Regions from separate parts of the Mus musculus genome. Here regions 1 and 2 are each linked to region 3. The links are chromatin contacts, called in public HiChIP or PLAC-seq and promoter capture Hi-C maps. All regions are on one chromosome and are shown on one strand. Each heading gives the region's core, a stretch centred on a gene start, on an enhancer-like site or on the middle of the called end of the contact. The rest is flanking DNA. Distances are from core to core; before and after follow the strand shown.

Region 1 (4,440 bases), core at 1,454-3,953, 1.1 Mb before region 3:
TCCTTTGGATATATACCCAGCAATAAAATTACTGGGTCATGTGGTATGTCTAATCTTAGTATTTTGAGGAGCCTGCATGTGGTTTTCCCATAATCACTGTACAAATTTACATTTTCATTAGTGTGTAAGGATTCCCTTTTCTCCACGAGTCTTCCTTCCTTCCTTTCCTCTCCTCCTCCTCCTTCTCTCTCTCTCTCTCTCTCTCTGAGATATGGTGTCATACAGTCTGTCTTAGTCAGGGTTTCTATTCCTGCACAAACATCATGACCAAGAAGCAGTGGGGAGGAAAGGGTTTATTCAGCTTACACTTTCTACATTGCTGTTGATCACCAAAGGAAGTCAGGACTGGAACTCAAGCATGCCAGGAAGCAGGAGCTGATGCAGAGGCCATGGAAGGATGTTTCTTACCGGCTTGCTTCCCCTGGCTTGCTCAGCCTGCTCTCTTATAGAACCCAAGACTACCAGCCCAGGGATGGCACCACCCACAAGGGGCCCTTCCCCCTTGATCACTAATTGAGAAAATGCCTTACAGTTGTATCTCATGGAGGCATTTCCTCAATTGAAGCTCCTTTCTCTGTGATAACTCCAGGTTGTGTCAAGTTGACACAAAACTAGGCAGTACACAGTCTAAGCTAGTCTTGACTTCACCGTGTAGACAGGGCTGGCCTTGAACTTCTGACCCTCCTTCTAAGTGCTGCTAATTATGGCGGCACAGATCCAGCCTTTTCAAGTCAGTTTAGATTTCTGTTTCCTTCACTCTTTACCTCTCGTCCATCCACACTAATCCTAATGATTTAATGTGTCCTACATCTTCCCACTTTTCACCAAGCCAGAGACGACTGCTCTCATCCAAACCTTGATTCAATAGTTCCAGGGTAGTTCTGACACGTGCCCAGAGCATCCTGCACATCTGAGATTATTCTTTGCGAGCCACAGTTTTGGAGGATACATTATAATCCACTTGGGAGCTTTACAAAAATCTACTTTGCCTGCTCCTTGCCCTGAAGACTGGCATTCACTCTGTGGGGATAAGAGATGGGCATTTGTAGTTTGAGTTCCTTTTGGTGAGTCAAATGCACATCAGACTTGAGGGGTTGGAAGGGAGGTCAAGTTTATCTGGCTCTTGGGGGCTGCACACACCGCTCTTCCTATGTAGACGCTCTTCCTGTAGGTCTTTCCATGGTTGGATTTTTCACTCAGGACTCAGATCAGATGTTACTTCCTCAGGAAGTTCTTTCTCGATGACTACAATCTCAACACCCCCATGTTCGCCACAGTGCTTTACTTATTTTCATTGGGGATTTGCAATCCTTGCACACCCCTATTTATGTTATTGTCTGTATTGCCATGACTTTTTTTTAAAGATTTATTTATTATTATACATAAGTACACTCTAGCTGTCTTCTGACAGAAGAGGACATCGGATCTCATTACGGATGGTCATGAGCCATCATGTGGTTGCTAGGATTTGAACTCAGGACCTTCGGAAAGGGCAGTCAGTGCCATCTCACCAGCCCCTGCCATGGCTTTATCCTTGGCACCTCAAAGAAGTCCAGAGCACACAGAAGTGTTTGTTGTATGTGAATGAAAGAGAAGGTAAAAAGGTCTGGATTCTTCCTGATTTCTTTTGAACTAGATCTATTCAAATGTATTCCTTTCAACCAGATTGTAAATCAAACGTGCTCCGTTATGCAAGTGAGTTGGATCATCTGCTAAAAATGAATAAGTTGATTTCTAAATTTATTGCATCGAGCTCAACTCTCTCCACAGGAACTGTATATTAAATCTTGCGCAAAGCCAGTAATGCCTTGATGTATTTTTATGCTGCGTCTTAGCTGGAAAGCAGTTTACACAGTAGGGCATCTGGGAATGGCTAGCACAGAGTTGCAGTGGAAGGCGAAAGCCTTGATTTCTCAGGGAGGAAAGGGCTGATCACCTCTTGCGTTAACAGATGTGGCAGAACTGGGAGTTTTAATTTCAAATAGAAAAAAAGGACTTGAGATAAATACCTTGTTTTTCAGAAGTTAGTTCAAGCAAATGTGGCAAAACCTTTGGCTGTTGGCCAGATGTTGCTTGAATTAAAGGAGACAACAGAACGAAACTTGCTAAACAGGTAGGTGAATTAAGAGCACAGATGTCTCTAAGTCACTCACCAGTTACTTCTGAAGCGTACTATCTGTGAAAACACAACACAACATCTGTTGCTGGGGGAGGGGGAAGGCTTTCCAGATTCTGACGTCAGGGGACTTATTTCCTCACAAGTAACTAACCTTTGCCGGGAGCAATAGGTTGGGTTCAAGTACAACCTGTTTTTCAGGCAACAGCCATCCTCTTTTCCCTTTTGCTCACTAAAACCAATTTTGTATTTGAATTAACGGCTGAAATGTAACTGGCACCTCGGCAGGGAGACAGTCCGACGCACAGTCTTGAGAACAAGAATCAGCAGTCTCTAAGTTGGAGGTGGCGGCTCAAGAACACCAAAGGCACAGGGGACGGGAAAGGAGAGCAAGGAGAAGCCGGAGCAGCGTTGACTCCTGGGAGTGGTAGTTCGTTGCTGGGCGGAGACCTGGAGCTCTCGCCGATCTTTGCACTACATTACCCAGCAGGCCTCGCGCAGCGGCTGAGTCGCTGCGGAGTGGGTGCTTGGTGATGAGCTACCGCGGGGGAGGGGGCGGGGAGCGGAGGAGCAGCTGCAGCGGCCTCGGGGAGTGGTTGACATCTGGCGTCTCCGAGGGAGGAGGGGGACCTCGAGTGAGCTGCAGCCAGGGCCTGGCGTTCGCCGCGCCACCTCCAGATCACTCTTTCCCCGCCTCGACGTCCGCCATGGCAGCGCGTCCGTCCGTCGCCGGCCTCTCCGCTCGCCGTGGCTCCGGCTCCCCGGAGCGATGAGGAGGCGGTAGTGGCGTCCCAAGGCCCGCTCCACCAGCGACTCGGTCGCCCCGGCCGGGGGCAGGTCTGAGGGCCGGTCCCGTCGCGGCCCGCCCCCGCACCGCCAAGTTCCGCCCCCTGGGGGCGCTGCCCTCGGGCACCCGCGGTCCATGCCGCCCCGCCGCTCTGCCGCCCGCCGCTGAGCCCGCGCCCACCCCCCAGCTCTCAAAATGTGGCACAACGTGGGGCTGACCCTGCTGGTGTTCGTGGCCACGCTGCTGATCGTCCTGTTGCTGATGGTGTGCGGTGAGTGGGGGGTAACGCCGGGGGCGGTCGGGAAAGCTCGCGTGGACAAGTGTCCACGGTGATCACCTCGGTGGTCTCGGTGGCCACCGGGCTCCCAAGACCGAGTTTAGAGGAGTCATGCCTCTTGCTCAGGGCAGGTCGCCCGGGCATCACGAACCTTCAGGCTCAGCGAACCTTCAGGTCTGGCATCCTGACTCGAGGTAGAAGCACGTTTCTGCTTCCCCGGCAGGTTTGTCCTTGGTTGCCATAATGCCACAGCCTACCCAGATCTTTCACCGTGGCCTGTATTCGAAGGAGCAGTGATCGGTTTCATCTTTTTATTTGGATGTTCTGAACCTAGTGAGAGATTTCATCACCTTTTGGGTTTCCAGCGCACGTGAAGCTGTTTGTTTACTTCCAAGTTCAGGCTTTAACCAAATTCCCAGCCTACTTGATAATGGGCAGAGCCAAAAAAAAAAAAAAAAAAAAAAAAAAAAAAAAAAAACACCACTGGCGGTAATAAACTTCCAGGGTCAGGGAACCTTATCTTGGTTCTGCTGTCCTGGGGCTGTTTGGTCTGCTGCTGTGTACTTCTCTTCCCAGGAGGGAAGGAACGTTAAACTGTTCTCATGGCGTGTTTTCCATCCCTCTTAATTCGTTATGCACATAGCTGATAACCACAGGTCTCAGCCAGGAGACTGAACAATTGTGAGAGTTTGGAGAGTATTTCAAATAAATGACAGTAAGCACTGGTATTTAGAAGACCAAGTATGGGTTTGAAGTGATGGAGTATTGGGTTAAAATTTTATAAATACTGTAAAGCTTATTCTTACATAGTTAATGCTCAGTCCAGTAGCTATATTTGGAAAGATATGCACTTACATATTTAGACACCTATATGTGTATTTAAATTTTGTCAGTAATGCTGACTGAACCGAAGGCTTCACATATGCTCAGCACATGTTGAACTACATACAGAGCTAGTCCCAACTCTAACATTTTTGGCTAATTCTAGTGGTTCTAGATCTAAAGAATCCTTTTTAAAATCGGGGTCTCACTACGTAGCCTTGGCTGGCCTGGAGTTCACCATGTAGACCAGGCTGTTCTTGAACTCATGGAGGTCCAACTGCCTCAGCCTTCCAAACCCTAGGATTAAAGATGGCCAGTTTTGCCCAGCTGTGGTGGCGCACGCCTTTAATCCCAGCACTTGGGAGGCAAAGGCAGGAGGATTTCTGAGTTCAAGGCCAGCCTGGTCTACAGAGTGAGTTCCAGGACAGCCAGGGTTAT
Region 2 (4,388 bases), core at 796-3,295, 1.2 Mb before region 3:
AAAGAGTTAAAAATATGACTTTAAAACCAGCCATTTAACATGGCCTCTGAACATGTATAAAGGTCAATTTCTGGTCATACGGCAAACAGTGTTAGGATGGCCCTTATCTCTATGCTTTTGAAAGACCTAGAATCAATCTTTCAAAAACAAATGATGACCCTGTCCCAGAGATGGCTTAGTGGGTAGGAGCATTCAATGAACAAGACTAAAGATCTGAGTCAAAGCCCTCAACAAACAAACAAACAAACAAACAAAAAACGGAGGGAGCAGACTCCATTGGTGTTATAACCTCCACCACACAAACAGAAAATGTAATTTATATCTTAAATGCAGATTGATTTGTTTGGGAGGGGAGAGGAACCAACACACTCAACCAGGATGCTGGTGCAAGCCTGTGACCCCAGGAACTGCGAGAAGGATGGAGGAGGACCAAAGGTTCAGGGCCATCACAGGCGGCATGAGACCTGGTCTCAGAAAAACACGCATAAATAAAAAACCAAGATGGTTTTCAGTTTGCGAAGAATTAAAACATATGCATCAGGTTGCCCTGTAATTGAGTGTAAAATATGTTAGTCAAAGAAGTTAATCAAAGTGAAAATACAAATAAGTTCTGATGTATTGATGTCTATCTTGTTGCTTATAATAGCTTCTGCATTGCCACTATAGGAGTCGGAAGTATATCATTTCTCCCCAATTCTGAAAATGATGTCTCCTTGCCAATATTTTTTTAAAAAATTATTCATTTTAGTTTAAATATTTATTTAAATAATAATTATTATTTAAAAGAATTAAAATATTAGTTATTAAAATACTGTATTCCCCAAAGTGGAATGTGTTTAAGTTGGATTTTGATCACCACTCTTGAGAGGTTGTGCTCTTTCCTGCGTCACTATTTGCACCGACTTAAGATACGCTGCATTCTCGTCTGTCATAGTCTTGATCACTATTTAATATGCTATACAAGAATCAGCTGAGGAAGAAGCAAGCCTCCGAATCCGCAAGGTTTAAGCTAGAGTAGGGAAATGAATTCCGACTCATTGCTATCCGGATCCGGGGCTCAAGATCAGGTGCCCAGGCTTTAAAGCAGGCTGAGTCACCTCTCCAGTTATTTGCTTACAAGGAAAACAAATCATAATACAACTTATTTTTTCGTGGGGTTTTCACATATTTGGTCTCTACAAAAAGAATCTTGCCCCTAGCGCACGCGCACACACACACACACACACACACACACACACACACACACCTAGGTTAAATGAAGTTTTCAAAACCAAGCTTTTTTTTTTTTTTTTTTTTTTTTAATTCCTCCTCTTAGGTGGCTCAAGTCTGTAATCACAGCACCACGGGAGGTGGTGGAGACAAGAGTTCAGCCTGGGCCACATAGTGGGACTCAAGAAAATAAATATGGCCCTTTTCCTTCTGACTAAGGTATTATTTAACTCTTTATTTTATGGTATCGAGGTTGTATTAGTAATTCCGGGTCAAGGACCACACCTCCTTCTGAACATGAATTCCCCTTCCCAGGGCGCCTTTGTTTGGTCAAGAGACAGCACTGGCCCTGGCCCGGTGGCTCACTCTTTCTAAGCTTTCTGAGCGACAGAGTGAGTTCCATGTGGGTGCAGAATGAGACCCTGAAACCAAACTAAACCCAAACCACCATACTGAAGTGATTCGGGCTAGGCACTTGGTCGGTCTCTCCAGAGAGCAGTAAACCTCTCCAGCCTCAGCCACAAGGGTGCGAGCTCAGAACAGCTCGGCTCCTGAAGGTGTGTGCAAGCAGGTGTGCCTTCCTCTGCCGGTGAGTGTGCCCGGGGGCAGGCAGCCTGACCGCGCTGCTTTCTAGAATCTCAAACACCGGAGTTCAGTAGAGTTCAGGCACAGGTTCATCCAATTGGAGTTTCTTGGCGAAAACTGAAATCCAAGAGTTACTTGCGACTTGGATCCTCGCTTTGATCTCAGTGCGGATCTATGACCATCGGTGGCGGGAGCTGTGTAGCTAGGTGTTGAATGGGCTGTGGACGCGGGGGATCCCCGGAAGCCTCGGGATGTCTACGGTGAGTGACATCTTGAGAACAGCCTGGCCTTCCTTCCAGGGTCCTGGTGCGGAGGGAACTTTCTCTTCAGTGACGCTCGGCCTTGGCTGCCTCCTCTGCCGGGCAGTAGGACAAGTCCTTGGGATATCGGGATACTTTGGGGCTCATCATCCTCTTGGGTTTGCATGGAGCTGTCTGGCAGCTTTCAGGGACAGAACGGGGATCCTCAAACTCTGCTCAAAACACCCCTGGGGAGGAGAAATGGAGAGCTGGAGCTCCGCAGCTCTTTTGAGAGAACTACGGACCACTTTTCCAGACTGCAGACCTCTTTATCCCATTCCTGTCCTGGCGAGCCAGGCAGCAGCAAGGAAAAGACAGTCTTGGCGACAGATGGGGTCTTAGTTACTTCTGAGCGCCTGCATTTAGCTCCCAGTTACTTGCCATTGGCTAGCCCGCTGTTGAAAAGCATAAACCTAGATGGAATGGGTCTTCTATGTCTCCTACTTATACATAAGGACGATAACAGAATTGAGAAATACACCGACATTAGAGACTTTGATTCAGTTCCTAGAAACAGGACTGTTTTGTTTGTTTGTTTGTTTGTTTGTTTTGAGACAGGGTTTCTCTGTATAGCCCTGGCTGTCCTGGAACTCACTCTGTAGACCAGGCTGGCCTCGAACTCAGAAATTGGCCTGCCTCTGCCTGCGCCACCACTGCCCGGCCAGGACTGTTAACCTAAAGTAAGTGTATGTGTATTTTTATATATATAATTTTTTTTTCTTGTGGGAAACAGGGTCTCATTTGCCTAGGCTAGTGTAGATTCTCCGCGTAGCTGAGAATTACTTTGAACTCTTGATGGACTTCTCAAGTGCTGGGATCATAGGCGGTACCCACCACAGCCCACTGACCTAAAAGGGTCACTTAGCAGAGATTTCTTTTGTGTACACGATGCCATTCCATGAAATTAACTGAGGCAAATGGAGAGATGGGGTGCTCTGTGTGTAAAAGGCAGAACCAGGCACAGCCCCTTGATGAAATAAATGTACCATCTCACACACGTTTGGAAGCCCCTTTGTGGGCTGTGGATGTTTGCATCTTGAGATGTTACTGTGTGCACACTAATGTTAAACTCTATGTCACGAATATGAGGACACTTTGGATCTCATTTCTAATTCCCATTTGTAATATACATTTTGGGTATGGGTTTGAATTTAAACACGGATTTTATTGACTCCCATATCCCTTCCTATTTCCCAGTGTTCTCTATAGCGTTTATGTTTATTTTGTCTGGATATTGGTTCAGACGCCTTCTCTGCTGCTTGGGAGAGAAGCCTGCTTCTCGAGGCCAGCCTGGTCTACAGAGTGAGTTCCAGGATTTTGTTTACCCAGACCATGGCAAAGAAGGTGACACTTGTGGGATGGGGTTGGTTTGTTTTAAACACCATCTAATATGCTGAAGTATAGCCTCTTCAACCGTTGATGGCAGGAGTGGGGGTGGGGAGGACTCAGTTTTCTTTCCTGGGAGTTTGGCCATGCTCCAGTGAGTATATGGGCAACACAAACTGGACTTGGTAGGTTTGCTTGTTTGTTTTCTAGGGAGGGCACAAGGGTGGGAAGGTGGGCATGGAAGTATTGGGAAGTGAGTATGATAGGGTGCATTGTATGAAATTTCCAAATAATAAAAAAATTGTGTTGGAAAAAAACCTACTACCTTATTTAAACCTAGGACTAAGGATATATACAAACAGAAAAGAAAAACAAAAAACAAACAACAATAACAAAAAACCCCCAAAACCTGTCCAAAGGAGCAGCATAAACGTTCTTCTATTTTTAGAACTCAAAAATGTGTTTTCAACCTTTATTTTTAAAAGAACATCTTTTTATTGCACACAGAAGTATGAAAATTCTCTGTGGTCTGTTATGGAAGCTGCGGGAACAGGCAAGGCCCAAGGTGCTTTCTGAGTAATAATAGTTTATTTTCTATTCTATATGTGTTACTGTTGGGAGTTCCATGTGGCTCCTCCACACCTTTCTTCCTTAAGCCTGGAGCAGAGAAATCTAGGCTTTCTCTGCTCCGATGCCCCATTACAACCATGTCTGTTCGACTTCACTCCAACTAGCTCTTCAGAAGCCTACTGTAAATTATCCGAGGTCTAGCATTTTTTCTTCCAGGTAGAAGTAGCCAGCACTGAATAAAACATATTTAATGCCTGTCTTCAGGGAACTTAGGACCAGCAGGGAGCCAAACAACAGGTGCCCAGACCTAATAGAGCAGGGTTGTGGAGCAAAGTCATTGTGGGCGCTATGAAGCACCTGGCCTGCATCGTTGAAGGCGGTCCTGGAAACCCCACCTAT
Region 3 (4,611 bases), core at 730-3,229:
GCAGAGGTCCCTCAGCTGAAGGATGATGGCTCAGGCTAGACACTGGGGATGCCTTCCAGAACTGGGTTGGGCATTTCCGGGGTGGAGCTGAGGACAGGTTGGTCCTGACAGTTGCCAGTGTTTGGCCAAATTGGCCAGGAGGTCAGAAAGGGGTGTGGGGGGGAGGGGAGTACTTGTTTTCCCACTCACCTTTCTCTTGCTGGTGGGAAACTTGGGCTTTGGACCTTCCGGTGACATCAGCTCTCCTCTCCTCCAGGTCCCCTGAGGAGCTGGGGTGGGATGAGCTGGCTTCCTGTTGGGGCCCAGGTCTAGGGGCAGTTGTCACCTCCTGGCCCCCACCCTCAGGGGTTGGGCTGAGGTAAGCAAAGCAGAGGCAGAGGCTTACCAGTGGCCCTGGGCCTCGGGTGTGGGTGTGGGAGGGATGCTGGTTCCTGCTTCTTCAATGTCTCCAGCTCTTAGTCCAGAGTCTCCTAAGGGACAGAGTTCTTAGTGACCTAAAGCTGCTGCTGCTGCTGCTGCTGCTGCTGCTGTGTCTCCCCTACTGAGATTCCCAGAGAGGTCACTAGGCCTAAGCATGTCTCTGTCCACAGCGTGGGTATTGCTATCAAGTCTGCCTTTTGATTGTAGAGGTGAAGAAATAAATGGTTGCATGGACTGGATTGAGTCTATTTTGGCCTCTACTCCCAGGGAAAACTGAAGTCAAACAAGACGGGATGAAGAAGGGACCTTTGTGGTAGCATCCTAGGGAAACCACTCTGCGTGGATCCTGTGTGTTGTTTCCAGCTTATGGGCATTCCGGGAGCTTGTTGAAAAAAGCCAACGTGTTTTCTGTGTGTTTTGCTTTATTCATGAAGACATGTTGTCACTTGTGCCTTAATAACCCATGGACACCTGGGGGAGGGAGTCTTTCATGGTAAAATAGACAGGAAACTGTTTGGAAAATGTAAACACGTTATTAAAGGGTGAGGTATGATCTGATGCACATATTCAGCATCGGCAGTCCTTCCCTCCCCACACCCCCCTTGTAGCTTTCTAATCAAGCACAGACCGCAGGTTTGCCCGAGTAAAGAAGCAAAGTGATGTGGAGGAGACTCTGGAAAGTCGGGGAAGGGAATAATGGAATGCCCTGAAGCCACCTCTCTTTAGTATGTGAGGCGCCCCTTCTCTGCCTGGCCACAGCTTGTTACTAATCATTTAGAAGCCGAGGCTTTAGTTGTTTTATCTTATTAAAGCATAAGCCCCTGCAGCTCTCCATCTCCCCCTGGCGGTCGTCTCTGCCATTTCTCAAGATCCTTCGCGATAGCAGCAATTCCCAGGGAGAGGCTGGGCACAAGAAATATTGGAGGGCGAGTGTGTGTGTGTGTGTGTGTGTGTGTGTGTGTGTGTGTGTGTGTACGTGTACTTCTGATCGGCGATACTAGGGAGATAAGGATGTACCTGACAAAACCACATTGTTGTTGTTATCATTATTATTTAGTTTTCCTTCCTTGCTAACTCCTGACGGAATCTTTCTCACCTCAAATGCGAAGTACTTTAGTTTAGAAAAGACTTGGTGGAAGGGGTGGTGGTGGAAAAGTAGGGTGATCTTCCAAACTAATCTGGTTCCCCGCCCGCCCCAGTAGCTGGGATTCAAGAGCGAAGAGTGGGGATCGTCCCCTTGTTTGATCAGAAAGACATAAAAGGAAAATCAAGTGAACAATGATCAGCCCCACCTCCACCCCACCCCCCTGCGCGCGCACAATACAATCTATTTAATTGTACTTCATACTTTTCATTCCAATGGGGTGACTTTGCTTCTGGAGAAACTCTTGATTCTTGAACTCTGGGGCTGGCAGCTAGCAAAAGGGGAAGCGGGCTGCTGCTCTCTGCAGGTTCTGCAGCGGTCTCTGTCTAGTGGGTGTTTTCTTTTTCTTAGCCCTGCCCCTGGATTGTCAGACGGCGGGCGTCTGCCTCTGAAGTTAGCCGTGATTTCCTCTAGAGCCGGGTCTTATCTCTGGCTGCACGTTGCCTGTGGGTGACTAATCACACAATAACATTGTTTAGGGCTGGAATAAAGTCAGAGCTGTTTACCCCCACTCTATAGGGGTTCAATATAAAAAGGCGGCGGAGAACTGTCCGAGTCAGAAGCGTTCCTGCACCGGCGCTGAGAGCCTGACCCGGTCTGCTCCGCTGTCCTTGCGCGCTGCCTCCCGGCTGCCCGCGACGCTTTCGCCCCAGTGGAAGGGCCACTTGCTGAGGACCGCGCTGAGATCTAAAAAAAAAACAAAAAACAAAAAACAAAAAAACCCAGAGGCGATCAGAGCGACCAGACACCGTCCTCTTCGTTTTGCATTGAGTTCCATTTGCAACCGAGTTTTCTTTTTTTCCTTTTTCCCCACTCTTCTGACCCCTTTGCAGAATGGATTATTTTCCCGTGATCTTCTCTCTGCTGTTCGTGACTTTCCAAGGAGCTCCAGAAACAGGTAGGCGCCACTTGCGAATCTTTCTACTTCAGCGCAGCGCAGTTATCGCTTCTGTTTTCCACTTTTCTTTCTTTCTTTTCTTTCATTCTTTCCTTTTTATTTATTTTTTTAATTACTGAAGCTCCAGCAGCAAGTGCCTTACAATTAATTAACTTCTGTGTGAAGCGAAAGAAATAAAACCCCTGTTTGAATACAACTGACTACAACCGAGTATCGCATAGCTTCAAAATAACGTTGTAGCAGTACAGCTGAAGCAAAAATCTATTTTGAAATAAGTGTGTTTAGGGTTGCACGGTTCATTTAGGGGCTTATTCAAACGTTGTCTTGATAGTGCGCTAATGTGTAAAATATTGAAACACTCCAACTTAAAGCCAAGGAATTTTATTCGGGTCATGCAGGCACACCGTGAGCAGGGAAATCACCTGCCGATCAACCATGCGCTGAATAACCCCGCAGGCGGTTTCAGGGCGAAGCACATGCTTTCTTTAAAATTTGTCACTATTGACTTAAGGTTTCATTTGGCAGGTTTTTGGCATCTTCAAACACTGTGAGCTCTATTGCAGTTGTATTCACCTGTCCTGGGAGGGGAGCCGGGATCATTCCTGCCTGATTAAGGAATTAGACAGTACGGGCCACAGCTGGTTCTTTTCTCCTCCCATCCTGTTTTTTGAGGGTCAGTGCCCTCTTTTTGTCTTTTCATGACCCTAAGCAAAGAGAAAGGATGTCAAAAGGGTGAAAGCCCTGGAATGTGTCTGATCGTTTGGAATGAACAAAATCGAGCAGATAAACTGCGCGGCGATGCTGTGTTGGGCCAGAGGGAGGTGTCAAGTCCCACAGCAAGCTGTGCTGCCCAAAGATTCTGAATTCTGAACCCACGGGGTACTTTCCCTGGGTTCCCTGAGCAGCTGTACCTTCTCTTCCGTCAGTGGCAACTTGTCTCCCACCTGAAGTGAATATTGTAAAGTTAGTTTCTTTTCGGTGTCCAGGCATTTTCTGAAAGTTTTTGCTTTCTGTCTATTATAAAAAGGCACCCATATGCCACCTAGACTGGTCTGTGCCCCTACACACGCTGGAATGGGGTGGAAACCCCTAAAGAGTTTATCCTGAGTAGGGAACATGTCTCCATAGCCAGGAATAGGCAGTCTATATTATTTGCTGGTGGCCACCTGTCAGTTTAATCTATGGGAGTTGTGCCATTCTATGTCTCAGGTATGGACTCCCTCAAAATTCCACCAGACAGTATCTACTTCAAAGCGGCTTCAGAAGGCTGGGGAGTCCTTTCCTCTCTCTCTCTCTCTCTCTCTCTCTCTCTCTCTCTCTCTCTCTCTCTCTCTCTCTGTGTGTGTGTGTGTGTGTGTGTGTGTGTGATCTCCCTGCAGGTGGATAAGCCAGCCAGGGTAAGGGTGAAGTCCTGTTAGGCACGGAGAACAAAGGAAGCTCTTTTCTTTCTGTTTGTGTTTCTGGCTAAAGGCAGTTTTATGCCTTGTCTGCTTCTATTTGCGCTGCTAGATCTGACCTGAATACTAGGGTGCAGGTGCTTGCTCTGGACGCCTGAAGAAAGATATTACTACCAATCTGACCCTCTCTTCTCTTCACAGCTGTCTTGGGAGCCGAACTCAGCACCGGAGCTGAGAATGGAGTGCAGAGCCCCCCTCCCAGCACACCCTGGAGACCCCGCAGGTCCAAGCGCTGTTCCTGTTCTTCCTTGATGGACAAGGAGTGTGTCTACTTCTGCCACCTGGACATCATCTGGGTCAACACTCCCGAGTGAGTCTCTAGAGGGCATTGTAACCCTAGCCATCTCTTACTACTGGGGCTTTCTGGAGCCTGGAGAGCCCAGGCTGGAGTTTCTGTTCTGGGAAGCTTCTGTCTTTAGCGTTTCTGAAGACAAAAAACCGTGGCTCCCAAGGGAAACCCTGCTGACTGAGACAGGTCAGCTTAGTGGTAGCAATCTTGGAGAGTGTCTTCTGAGAGGCTGGGGGTAAGGGAGAGTCAGGCTGCTTCCTGTGGGACAGATCAGATTGGCTGAGGACAAGCAGGACGGGGCTATGCATTTAAAGACAAGAAAGGGATAGACTAACTTAGCAGGAGGCTCTGGACATGGGACCTAATAGCCCAGGTCCTATGTAGAGTAGTCTACCTGTACTTC

Evidence for each region. Promoter capture Hi-C pulls out the DNA fragments that hold promoters and counts their contacts. HiChIP or PLAC-seq counts read pairs in DNA pulled down with a chosen protein or histone mark.
Region 1: an H3K27ac HiChIP or PLAC-seq map of large pre-B cells shows a contact between it and region 3, with 5 times the contacts expected there. The contact joins the promoter of Smim13 here to the promoter of Edn1 in region 3. A contact is called at or near these places in 2 of 39 promoter capture datasets (cranial neural crest and hippocampal neurons), 1 of 115 datasets of contacts at active chromatin or transcription factors (large pre-B cells) and 1 of 9 other capture datasets (liver).
Region 2: a promoter capture Hi-C map of stem cell-derived epiblast-like cells shows a contact between it and region 3, with 3 times the contacts expected there. The contact joins the promoter of Sycp2l here to the promoter of Edn1 in region 3. A contact is called at or near these places in 2 of 39 promoter capture datasets (pre-B cells and stem cell-derived epiblast-like cells) and 1 of 9 other capture datasets (liver).

The regions. Positions count from the first base shown.
Region 1 is chr13:41,247,141-41,251,580 of GRCm38.p6, forward strand. It overlaps Smim13 (small integral membrane protein 13), which reads left to right and starts at 2,704. Exons shown (of 2, transcript NM_001135577.2): 1 at 2,704-3,174. The coding sequence starts at 3,099.
Region 2 is chr13:41,112,374-41,116,761 of GRCm38.p6, forward strand. It overlaps Sycp2l (synaptonemal complex protein 2-like), which reads left to right and starts at 2,046. Exons shown (of 29, transcript NM_001324525.1): 1 at 2,046-2,054. The coding sequence starts at 2,046.
Region 3 is chr13:42,299,497-42,304,107 of GRCm38.p6, forward strand. It overlaps Edn1 (endothelin 1), which reads left to right and starts at 1,980. Exons shown (of 5, transcript NM_010104.4): 1 at 1,980-2,462; 2 at 4,061-4,229. The coding sequence starts at 2,399.